Linked DNA regions of Gossypium arboreum: all the other regions are linked to region 3. Evidence: chromatin contacts called from public Hi-C data. All regions are on one chromosome and are shown on one strand. Each heading gives the region's core, a stretch centred on a gene start, on an enhancer-like site or on the middle of the called end of the contact. The rest is flanking DNA. Distances are from core to core; before and after follow the strand shown. Region 1 holds the start of LOC108486348. Region 2 holds the start of LOC108454266 (protein SLENDER RICE1-LIKE 1-like). Region 3 holds the start of LOC108484342 (probable inactive receptor kinase At2g26730).

Region 1 (4,200 bases), core at 981-3,480, 440 kb before region 3:
TAATTGAAAACCCCAATTCTCTTTTAGCACAGACGCTAAAGGCCAAATATTATTTGAATACTGATTTTCTAAACTCAAAGCTAGGAAACTTACCTTCATATACTTGGAAAATTATATGGGCTGCAAAAGGCCTTTTGCGGACAGGATTATGTTGGAGGGTGGGAAATGGCCGAAATATAAGTATTGAAGAGGATGTCCGGGCTCCGAAGGATGAAAATCTACATATTCAAAAAATAGTAAGAAATCAAAATTTATTGAAGGTAGCAGACCTGATTGATAGCAATGCTAGATCATGGAAAACAGAGTTGATTATAGATACCTTTTCCGTAGAAGATGCTCAGAGAATACTCCAAATCCCGCTTGCTCACTCCCTATAGGACAACTTTATGGCTTGGAGAGGCGAACCAACAGGCGAATATACAGTCCAAAGTGGGTACAGATTACTCTTTCAAGGCAATTCCATCAATAATAATAGATACAACCCAAATGAAAACAGGAAATGTTGCAAAAAAATGTGGAATAGTGACCTCCTCAAAATTAAAAATTAGAGCCTGGAGAGCCACTCTAAACTACCTTCCTACACTATCAAATCTATGCATTAAAAGACTAGCTAATGACGCCGTCTGCCCGAGATGTCAGCAAGGTGTGGAGAATATGGATCACGTCTTTCGAGAATGCGCTACTTCAAGGGAAACATGGAATAGCTTAAAATATGACTGGCCTGAAAGAATAGCAAATCTGAAATTTATGGAATGGTTTACTTGGATCATGCTAAGCAGCAGTACTGATATCTGTCGATCATTTCTATGCACCATTTGGGTTATCTAGTCGGCTAGAAACAAATGGATTCACGAGGGTAAGAAAATGTAGGGACAGAGACGGCAAGATTCAGCTTACAGTACTTACAAGAACTAAATAACATTAAATGGGAAAAACTTGCCTTTAGCCCGATAAGTGCAGAATGGAGGCCTCCGATTCAAGGTATCTACAAAATCAATTTCGATGCAGCAGTGGACCTTAAAACACAAAGGTCATGTTCGGGACTCATAGTCAGAGACTGGAAAGGGAAAATCCTAGCCACAAAAACCATAAATCATGAGAATATACCTTCGAGGTTTGCAGCCGAGTCTGTTGCATGTTTACAGGCAGTTATCTTAGGAAGGGATCTAGGATTAAAGTTTGTTGACATTGAAGGGGATTCTTTGACAGTGATAAAAAAAGCTCAAACTAAGATCATAGACAAGTCGGTAATCGGCGTAGACATTCAAGACATTCAAGAAATGTGCAAGATTTTCTATGAAAGTAAGTTCATTTATGTACGAAGAAAAGCAAACGAACAAGCGCATGATCTGGTATCAAAAGGCTTAAAAATGGTAGAAAAGACTTACATTATTCACAGACCAGTTGCTGAGGGCGTCACAGAGGCAGAAATTGATCGAGGATGGGGGTGAAGAATTCCAACAGGTGGATGATTTAGAGAAGGAACCCTAATGAATACCAGTCTTTTGTCCTTCTCCAAGAGCTGTAAATGAAAATGAAGATATTTTAAGAAGATTTTTAGGAAATAACAGCTCATTAATGTTGGGTTGTCTTTTCATGTCTTTTATTTTTTTTGTTTTGCAAAGAGTGGCAGGCCCTTCGTGGCCAACAGGCCGATTTAGTTGAGGATTCTGTTTATTTTAATTTATCTTAATAAATACAACCTAATTTTCTTTCAAAAAATATAAATATTTAAAATATGTTAAAGTTGTAAATATTTATAAATCTAATAAAAATATATAAAATATTATATGTTTTGAGATTTCCTTTAAAGAAGATAACAAAATAAAACAATTTTGATTAAGTAAAATTTAATGCTTATATTTGAATAATTGAAAACATGTTAACGAGGCTTTGACATATTTGGATTTTTTTTACATTATTCTATGTTTAATTTTATTTAAATCCAAATTTAGGATATATTTCTATTTTCAACTCATAGTCATTCATATTAAATTTATTCTAATTCTGATTCCTATAAACTTCTAAAATGAAGAACAGAGAAAATGATAAGTGGGAGATTTTTTTCAAAACAATGGGGGCCAAGTGGAACTTTCAGCATCCTTCCGCTCAGTGCGGATAAAGTATATACCATCTTTTTTCTACCTTAAAAATAGAAAGTTGGAAAAAGTGGATTAAGTCAACTGGAAAGCCAGCCTATAAGATGACATCCATCTTGCGCCTTAGCCACGCCCCTTTTATATTCATTGCTCTGTGCCCGTATCCCATTTGTTTCATTTTTCCCTCTTAACGTTTTCGCATCAGAGCCCGGGATTCATTAATCATAGACTCTTCTCACCTGTATTAAACTACCGCCATTCCTTTACATTTTGATCCCCAAAAGAAAGGGAAAAAAAACCCAGTTTGTCTTTTTTTATTCTTTGGGTTTGTGTAGATTTGTTAAGGATTTTAAGGTTGTTCTCTTGTTTTGTTTTGTGATCAAAAAAGGGTTTTCTTTTCTTTTGTTTTTTCTCCATTGGTGTTTGGTTTGTAAGTTGAAGTAAAAACAAAAAAGGGAAAGAAGGAAAATGGACAAGAAAAAGATTGCGGTCCCACTTGTATGTCATGGCCATTCACGTCCTGTTGTGGATCTCTTTTATAGTCCTGTCACTCTAGATGGCTTTTTTCTCATTAGTGCCAGCAAAGGTAGTTACTATTTAGTATTTATTTGGTCTCTGACTTTTGTTCTTCTGTAAAATGCATTATGATTTTGTTGTTTATTTATTGTCTCTGGAAAGGGGTTTATATACAAGTAATTGATTGTCTTAAATCCACTTTTTAATCCCTTTCTAGGCTTATTTGTAGTGTATATTTGATTGATTTGATTATATAAATCATTATATGAATATAAGTGGTGGCTATTAGTACATTATAATGTTAAGACCTTAATTTTTCATAGAACAATGAAAGATATGTAGTTCTTTAGAGGGATAAATCGATATTGATCTCATGCTCGTAAAAATGATGCTTTATTTGCCTGGTTCAGATTCCAGTCCCATGCTGAGGAATGGTGAAACTGGAGATTGGATAGGAACGTTTGAAGGACACAAGGGTGCAGTGTGGAGTGTTTGCTTGGATACAAACGCTTTACGGGCTGCTTCTGGTTCTGCCGACTTTACTGCGTAGTTATTCATTCTTGATCGCTGTTATTTGCTATATGTTTTTGTACTCTAAAAGTTGTTTGTCTGTTTATTTATTGTTTGTGATTGCATATATATGCAGATTTGGAATATAACACGGGAGGTCTTTGAACATCTCACTATAAATTGCCGATTTGTAGTGCTGCTTTTCTTGTGCCTGCTCTGTACAATTTTCTATCTGCTGTTGATTATTGATTCTCAAATAATACACTATCACTTAAAAGTAGACAATACTTTTAATAATGGTTTGCTTACCCTACGTAACTGCTCGTGCTTCAATCTCCTACTGCTATAGTTTGAATTGAGATATTTTAACTTGGAATCTTGGACGGTATATGTTGTTTCAACTGCTGTTTCTTTATGGGGTTGTTCATTGATAAAAGGTTGATAGATCTTGTGAAATGCCATTTCTTTTGTGCAGGAAAGTGTGGAATGCACTAACAGGTGACATATTGCACTCATTTGAGCATAAGCATATAGTTCGAGCTTGTGCTTTTTCTGAGGTAAATTTGATGCTTTTCATTCCGTTTAAGCTTTCACTTGGATGAACTAGTCTAGTTGATACATGGTGGAATATGGTAGGGCAAATTAAAGAAAGATATGGTGTTAGAAATGTGTACAGCGTATGTGGGTTCGTGAATCATCGTTCTTTTGATAAAAGGATATTTATACGATATATTAGGCAGGTTGTTGAACAGCTTTCTAGGTTACCCTTTTTGTCATTATTACTATGTGAAAGTAATTTTAATTGCTTACAGATAACCTCTGTGGTTCTTGTGAATAGTACTGATTGTTTCTAAATGCAAGCTAGTAGTGCAACATTTAATGGCTTCTCTTGATCTTTAGTCTATTTGGTTGCTTTGACAAGGAAATTTAAACTATGTTTTGACTTCTGAAGGCCTGGTCAACATGCAATGAATTTTTGTCACAATTATCATAATATTTTTGTTCATTTTGTTATTCTTGTAAGGAATTTATTAGAATACGAAGGAACCTCTACCTTCTCTGCTATTACAGATAT
Region 2 (4,322 bases), core at 9-2,508, 300 kb before region 3:
TGTTTCCTTTTAATTTTTCTATTAGTTTTTAGAGTTATTTTTTGAATAAGTTGGCTTTTAGTTGAGATTTAATCCCAACCAACTTGGCATGATACATAAAATTGCAAGCCCTAGTAAGTTGGCAACCCAATGTATCTGGCAATGATAGGAAGTTATTTTCAAATTTTGCTTTTTCCTACTATTTAAATTCTAGTTTCGCCTCAAACTTCTGGTTTCTTCAAAGCTCATTTCCAAAAAGTCCTGCTAAATATTTTCAATTTCTAGTTTCACAAAAATTGTTTTTAAACTCGGGATTAATCATTTACACTATTTAAAAAATAGGTTGAGCCTTGTGATTAATGTTAAAATTCTTTTGGTTATTATTTAATTAAAAACTGAATCTGTTTTGAAAAAAATGAATCGAGCTTCGAGATTGCCTTCTAAAATTTTCAATTCTGTTTTCTTTTATCAAAAATCAAATTTATTTTTCAAGATAGAGGTTGTACCTTGAGATTGTTGTTGAGGTGCTTTCAATTGTTGTTTTTATCAAAAATTATATCCATTTTTAAGAAATGGGCCAAGCCTCGGGAGTTAGGATTATTGTTGAGGTTTTTTTTTTTTCAATTGTCATTTTATCAAAAATTGAATTTGTTTTCAAAAAAAGGGTTGAGCCTTGAGATTGCTGTTGAAGTCCTTCTAATTATCAATTTATAAAAGAATCGAATTTCCTTTCAAAAAATGGGTTGAGCCTTAGGATTGTCATTGAGATCCTTTTAATTGTCATTTTATGAAAAATCAAATATGTTTTCTAAAAAAGGGTCAAGTCTTAGTATCATCGTCGAGGTATATTTAGTTTTTGTTATATTAAAGTTGAATCCATTTTCATGAAATGAATCAAGTCGTAGGAATTTTCATCAAGATAGACAAGATCATGATCTCGGGCAAAATAGTTACGTTTCATCTTTGCATTGTTTCTGATTTTTAGCAACATTGTAACCACATTTTGTGGTACATTAGATAAATTACATGATGTTTTGAATGATATTTTGGAAATATTTTGAGGACTAAGAATAATTTGAATCTGTATGTTTTTGGAGATATTTTAGACTTAGATTTTGATTTCCCTACACCTAGGTATAGACACATACATGCATCTGTACAACTCAAATAGAATGAATAAAAATGAACAATAACCAAGAGAAGTACCGACACGGTACAAACATTTTAACTCTATTTTGCTTAATTTATGTTGGTTTTGCACTCAAAGATACTCGAACTGTACAGTAAGTTTAGGTGTGTAAAAGATATGTGCAAGATGAGTAATGTATTTGGTCTAAGTCTAAATTGAGATTGGAGGAAAAAAGTGTTGCAAAAGTGCCTTCTCCTCTCCATCAACCATCTCTTTCAATTCAATCCATGTTTTTAGCATCTACAAATATAAACGATTCGACCAAGTTTTTGCAATTTAATTTTATATATTTGAAAATTTTTACTCAATTTCTATCCCACTCATGATTGTGTATTGGTGTTTTTTAATGAAAAATGAGGAAAGAGAAAGTATCTAAAAAGATGGATACATAGCTCATTTCGTCTACTCTCTCACTTTCTCTTTTTCATCCATTTCTTACTCACTCTGTCTCTCCCAACTTTGGGCCATGCTAGATCTGCCCCTTCTTTCAATATTTGAAAACCAAGAAACTAATTTTAATTTGAATCATGTTGCGGTACGACTCCACCTCGTCATCAGCGGGAAGTAGCAGTGGCAGCTTATCATCCTCCTCCTCCTCGTCCAAGCCACCGCAGCAAGATATTGATGGACTACTCGCCGGTGCTGGTTATAAAGTCCGGTCGTCGGAGTTACGACAAGTAGCTCAACGACTGGAACGACTCGAAACCGCCATGGGTAATTCGCCTGCAGATTTCTCTCAACTTGCCTCTGATGCTATACTCTATAACCCTTCTGATCTGGTCTGCTGGGTCGACTCGCTGCTAACTGAGTTCGCTGAGCCTCCTCCCACTTGCTCCTCCGACTTCATCGTGGATCCCGTAAACAATCAAACGGTGGTAAACAGCGCGTGGACCACCGCCGAACCTCATACACCGCAGGTGCACCAGAATATTACTTATGACGAGCAACAGAGTTTGGATAATCAGTTGACGGTTGTCACGGCCATGGAAGAAGATTCGGGTATAAGGCTGGTCCACATGTTGATGACTTGTGCTGAGTGCGTCCAAAGTGGAGACCTCTCATTGGCTACTTCATTGATCGGCGACATGCAAGGGTTACTGACTCATGTCAACACCGTTTGCGGTATCGGTAAAGTTGCTGGACATTTTATCGACGCTTTAAGCCGCCGTATTTTCCAAGGAATGGGCGGTGGCTCTGTCAACGGTGGCTCGGCTTTTGAGAACGAGATTTTGCATCATCATTTTTACGAAGCTTGTCCATACTTGAAATTCGCTCACTTCACGGCCAATCAGGCGATCCTCGAAGCTTTCGACGGTCACGATTGCGTACACGTGGTGGATTTCAATTTGATGCACGGCCTACAATGGCCAGCTTTGATACAAGCCCTGGCTTTACGTCCTGGCGGACCTCCTTTGCTCCGTTTGACTGGCATTGGACCGCCATCACCAGATGGCCGTGACTCACTTCGCGAGATCGGTTTACGACTCGCCGAGTTGGCTCGGTCCGTCAACGTCCGCTTTGCCTTCCGTGGAGTCGCGGCTTCCAGGCTGGAAGACGTTAAGCCTTGGATGCTTCAGGTGAATCCAAAAGAAGCGGTGGCAGTTAACTCCATCATGCAGCTTCACCGTTTACTCGGATCTGAACAGACCCGGAATTCTCCTATCGACACCGTGCTGAGCTGGATCCGGGGCTTAAACCCGAAAATTATGACAGTGGTGGAACAAGAAGCAAACCACAATCAACCAGGTTTTCTGGACCGGTTCACAGAAGCTCTTTATTATTATTCAACGATGTTCGATTCTTTAGAAGCTTGCAGGGTTCAGCCGGAAAAAGCTTTAGCCGAGATATACATTCAGAGGGAAATAGGGAACGTAGTGAGCTGTGAAGGGTCGGCTCGAGTAGAAAGGCACGAGCCATTGGCTAAATGGAGGAGACGGCTGAGTGGAGCCGGGTTTAGGGCATTGCATTTGGGGTCCAACGCGTTTAAACAGGCTAGCATGTTACTCACATTGTTCTCGGCGGAAGGGTATTCAGTGGAAGAAAATGAAGGGTGTTTGAGTCTTGGTTGGCATAGCCGCCCTCTCATCGCGGCTTCGGCTTGGCAAGCCGTGCCAGCGTGGGATAATCATATGTCATCTTCATAGTAGGGGCAGGGTAATAGTAACTAAGATCTTGCTGTAAATCCAGAGTAATTTGGTTATTTTTTGAAATTCTATCTTTTTTACCTTTCAATGCATTTCACCAAACTATTTTCTATAAAATTTTACTTCAGGAGAATCTGTTCGTAGCTATTTAGGAATCATTTTTCTCAATCTATCTTTAAATTGGGTAATGCAAGTAGTAGCAATGTATTCGGTTTCGGTTGCATTATTTTAGTAATATATCAGAATAATTATTTTTTTCGATCTAAATTTTGAACCGTATCGATTGCATCAGTGAATAATGTTCAAAATAAATAAAATTATTTTTACCTATAAAATTTTTATTATTCAAATTTAAAAATTAGCTTTAAAAATGATAGTAGAAAATTAATAAATAATGAAAAAGTAAAGAATTTATATAAAATATATATAAAAAATTCTAAAACTTCGTTAACACAACTTTATGTGCTTTTTTTTATATTAAATTTTCATTTTATATATTTAATATAGAACGATTTTATTGTAGATTTTTAAAAAATAATATTGTGGGCAATTTTTTCTTTTAATTTGTGGGAATTTTTTTTTGTTTGTTTACTTTACACTTGTTAAATGATAAAATTTTATTTATGAAATTTATTAATTAATATTTTATATAATCAATTAATATTTTTATATTTAAAATTATTTAATTTGATTAATTTAATATATTTAAATATTTTATATATTAAATATTTTTAAAAACACTGATAAATTTAAAATGACACATCAAAATAAACTCATACCAGTATGTACCAATTTCAATAAAAATAATAATGTGACCACTTATGCCATACTACTTACCATATGTAGAAATTAAGTTAGAAATTGTGTTATTAGATATCAAGATTTTTTTAAAATAAAACTTAATCAAGCTAAGATTTTATATTGAAATGGATTGAATTTATTTATTTTTGGCTTTAAAGAGGATTAAAATATATTTTTATTTAACAGAAGTTTTAAAAATAAAATCAAAC
Region 3 (4,311 bases), core at 1,006-3,505:
GAGGAGGGTGCAATTTTCTTTATTAACCAAAATGTAATTAATGGTCAATCAGATACAGATACACTATATTATTATTAACTCATCATTTTAATTAAATCCACTAATACTAAATTACATCATGCCTAATAAATATATTTATTAAAAGTTTATAAAATTTATTATGTCACCGTAATTATTGAATTTTAAAAATATTAAAAATACAATCATAAAAATAATCTGTTTTGTATATATAAAAAGATAATTTAATAATCTTTAAACTGAATACTAAAAATTTAAATATAAAGTAAGGTATTAAAAGTTTTATAAATATAAAAATATTAAATATTATTTTTATACATTCATTATACTAATAATTTGAATTGGAAAAGCAAACTTAAAAACCCAAACCCTGTGTTTTTCCCACTGGTTTCTTGAAATGAAAGGGAAGTAAACTAGTGATGAAGAAAGCCTTAAAAGGAACCCACAAGTGTTTTTTGATTACACTGCAAAAGGAGTCATCATTTCACCAACACCCATGTCTCCATCAATTTCACTCATTTGGAACCCTCAGCACTATATGTAAATGTATGGGGATGAAAATTTGGTGAATCAGAGAAGAATGAATTATGAAATGTACGTTGCATTGAAAGAAAAATCAAATTATCTAAAATAAAAAAAATTAATCCTCAATATGATTTTATTTTTTAAGCATTTGCATGAAAGATAGCTTCTTAAGCCCGGAAAAGAGATGAAATGAAACAGAGAAGCTTACCGTGAAGCAGGGCAGATAAGCTACCATCATGCATGAAGTCGTAAACCAGCAATTTCTCGTCTATGGAGTAATAGAACGCTCTCAATGGAACCAGATTTTCATGTGTGATTTTACCCACCATTTCCATCTGCATTTCGAACTCCCTTTTACTAACCGCCACGTCTTTTAACCGTTTAACTACTACCGTCGTCCCCTCTTCTAGCACCGCCTTGTACGACGTTCCCACGCTGCCTTTTCCCAACACTTCCGCCGATGACCTCAACAAACCCTCCAAATCGAAACTGTAAATCCCGCCTTCAAAGAACACCAACTTGTTTCTTTCCCCTTCTGTGGACGGCCCTCCGATTATTTCATCCTTTGAAGACGAAGTTCCCGCCTCCGCTGACGGAACATCTCTTGTTGTCATCGGCGTAAAAGGCTTCTGCTGCTTCGGAGGCCTTCGTGGCCGTTTACAGAGGCAAAGAATGAGGACTAATAATAACAAAAGTGCTACAATTGCAGACCCCACGGCAATGCCAATAATGGCGCCGGTGGAAAGCTTCCTGGACTTCCTTCTGGAAGTTGTAGGGGGAATGGGCTCGGACGGAGATGGAGCCGGAGGAGGGAAAAATGGGTTACATGGCGGTAGTGGGCCTCCGCAAAGACCGAGATTCCCGGCAAATGATGATTCACGGAAGTTAGATAACGAGCCGGGAATTGAACCGTTAAGGTTGTTATTAGAAACATTGAAATCATCTAAACCGTCGGAGTTGATGGTCGGGAGAGAACCAGAAAACTTATTGTTTTGCAAGAAGAGCCGGGTCAGTTGAGTTAAATTGTTGACGGTGAAAGGGATTGGACCGGTGAAATTGTTAGAAGAAATATCGAGCCGTATCAAACGAGTCAAACGAGTCAGACTAGGAGGGAAGGGGCCGGTGAACTCATTATCTTGTAAATAAAGGCTACGGAGGAGAGTGAGGTTGGAGAAGTCGGCAGGGATGGGACCGAATAAACGGTTGGCTCGTAGACTTAAAACTCGGAGTTGGTTTAACCTACCGACTGTGTTGGGAGGAATAGAACCGATGAGGCCCACACCTGGGAGACGAAGAGTGTAGACGAAAGAGCGGTTGGCATCGCATTCGACACCGACCCAGTCGCAGGCTGAGGTGGATGAGTTCCATTGAACCCGGTTCTCGTGTTTGGTCTGTGAAAGGAAAGCAAGGAGAGCTTGCTTGTCTTCAACTGGTTCCGAGCTTACTCCCAAACTCAGTACCAGAACTGAAACTAAAAAAACACAGACAAAATTTATTACCATTTTGGGATTTTAATTGAAAAATGGGGGGGAAATGCTGCTGTATTAAGCTGTTAGTTTTGGTCGGCTGCTTGCAAGAAGCGGAAATGATTTCCGGTGAGAACCCATAAAAGAAAGAGAAATGAGACAGGGAAGGGGGGGATCACGAGTTTATAAAGTTGAAACAGAAATAAACCCGAGTTAAAACTGAAGGGGAGAGAGAGAATCTGGCGTTGGATCGGCAGGCTTTTATTTTTACTTTCCATATATTGTCCCACATATTCCCGCTCCTCGTTGAAAAAATAATTTTATTAAAATAAAATAATAATTTTAATAATATTAATATTAATAATTAATCTGTAATAGATTGTTAATAATAAATTTATAATATAAAAATATTAATATTCAAACTATAATGAATTTTTATATTATTTTAATGTTAAATATTTTAAAATTAAATAACATTAATATAACTTATTTTAAATTAATTAAATATTTTCAAATATGTTTTATAATTACATTAGTTTTTCAATTGTTTAAAGAAATTCATTATAAAATTTAAACAAAAAATAATATTATAAATTTAATATACACAATTGACCCATGTATCCGCATAATAATATAAATTAGTTATTAACTACGTTGATACTTTTTATTGATATTTCACTCAACACCTTTGGATTTAAGGATTTAAGGTAGTACCCAATTGAATATTGACATGTGTCTTAATAATAATAATAATAATAATATTTTTAAAAAAGAAAATAAGTAAACTTATTTTTAAAAATTTGAAATTTAAACAATTATTTATTTAGGCTTATTCTGCATGTGTGTTTTAATAATTTCAAATAATAATATATTTTAAAAAATAAATTCCAAGTTTTTATAATATAAATTCCATGTTTTTAAAATAAGTTCGAGCGGACGAGAAAAATGCATACTAACACAATCTAAAATGTTCTTAAATTGATAATTAAACAAAATCTTGATTAATTAGAGAATTAATAAAATTTTCTCGAGCATAATTAAAAATTCAAGTATAAACTATTTGTATTTTGGTTAAATATATAAAATTGCATTTTTATTTTTATTAATTTTAGAAAATATTTTTATATTATTTTTGAAATTTTAAAATATATATAATTATTAGAAATATATGTATAGAATGAACTTCAATAACCATTTGTTAAAGTTTATTGTACACGTGAAATAAAAATTCTTAAAATTTAACAAAAATTCAAAAATTAAAATTTTCTAAAACACCTAGAATTTATTTTAAAAATAAATTATATATTACTATTTGAAATTATAAAAATATATAAAATTACCAAAAATACATTTTCGAATGAATTTAAATAAAATGTTGTCCAGATTCAAATGAATATAGACAATTGTTTGTCAATACATATAAATTAAAAATATTCTTAATTTCTTAATATTTTTAAGAAAAAAATTTATTAAATTTTAAGACATGTGTCAACATTCTATTGGCCATGAGCCCAAAATCTAAATGTGTTAGTCAAGTATCAATAAAAGATACCAACTTGGTTAAGGGTTTTAAAGTTTAGGCACTAGATAGGTTCACAAAAAAATTTTGGTACTAAATAAGTACAAGTTGCCAAGTTTAGGGGCCACAATATATATTAGGCTTAAATACCAAAAAATCCCTATGAAAATTATTAAAAAAATCAATTGAGCCCCTCAACAAAAAAATGCACCCAATTGAGTCATTTGAAGTTATTTTTTTGTCCAAACTTTTGACGAGCCATTAACCTGACCTTGACTCAGCAAAGTCGGACACATGTCGAGTTATGAATGGTACACGTGTTATTATGACGTGGAAATAATTTGAACAAGTGGAAAGACCATTTTTGACACATGGATTTAAGAAGAAGAAGCATGATTTAAGGGTTAAAATTTTGGGTTTAGGGGTCACCATCCTCATCAAATCCCTAATCTAATAAAGAAGCGCAAAACAAGACAAAGGCAACACATTTTCAATCAGAAACGAATGAAGTAGACAACACTCGTACTATTGTCCTCTATAAGCATAAAAAATCAAACCATCATGCATAATCTCCCTCAAACTAAAGAGAAATAAATCATCACAATAATGAATCCAAAACTCATGTTACTTTCTCAGCAACAAGCATATATCAATCCTAAACCACGATAGAAGTCAATGACTCAATGTATGTTTAACAATTCCTCTCAATTCAAGATCGGGGTTAATTCAATTTGAGTGTTCATTTGAAGTATTTTAGGGTTCGATTAAACTAAGACAACTACT

The links. A called contact is a pair of places that touch in the nucleus more often than the background predicts.
Region 1: a Hi-C map of leaf shows a contact between it and region 3, with 5 times the contacts expected there. The contact joins the promoter of LOC108486348 here to the promoter of LOC108484342 in region 3. A contact is called at or near these places in 2 of 5 Hi-C or Micro-C datasets (both in leaf).
Region 2: a Hi-C map of leaf shows a contact between it and region 3, with 4 times the contacts expected there. The contact joins the promoter of LOC108454266 here to the promoter of LOC108484342 in region 3. A contact is called at or near these places in 2 of 5 Hi-C or Micro-C datasets (both in leaf).

What each region holds. Positions count from the first base shown.
Region 1 is chr6:132,082,810-132,087,009 of ASM2569848v2, reverse strand. It overlaps LOC108486348, which reads left to right and starts at 2,230. Exons shown (of 7, transcript XM_017790360.2): 1 at 2,230-2,685; 2 at 3,026-3,161; 3 at 3,601-3,682. The coding sequence starts at 2,568. LOC128294189 (a long non-coding RNA gene) reads right to left here and starts at 1,623. Exons shown (of 2, transcript XR_008284489.1): 1 at 1,389-1,623; 2 at 967-1,073. LOC108484660 (a long non-coding RNA gene) reads right to left here and starts at 828. Exons shown (of 4, transcript XR_008284490.1): 1 at 320-828; 2 at 94-218.
Region 2 is chr6:131,941,648-131,945,969 of ASM2569848v2, reverse strand. LOC108454266 (protein SLENDER RICE1-LIKE 1-like) reads left to right here and starts at 1,258. Exons shown (of 1, transcript XM_017752671.2): 1 at 1,258-3,445. The coding sequence starts at 1,696. The coding sequence ends at 3,312.
Region 3 is chr6:131,640,866-131,645,176 of ASM2569848v2, reverse strand. It overlaps LOC108484342 (probable inactive receptor kinase At2g26730), which reads right to left and starts at 2,255. Exons shown (of 2, transcript XM_017788095.2): 1 at 752-2,255. The coding sequence starts at 2,045.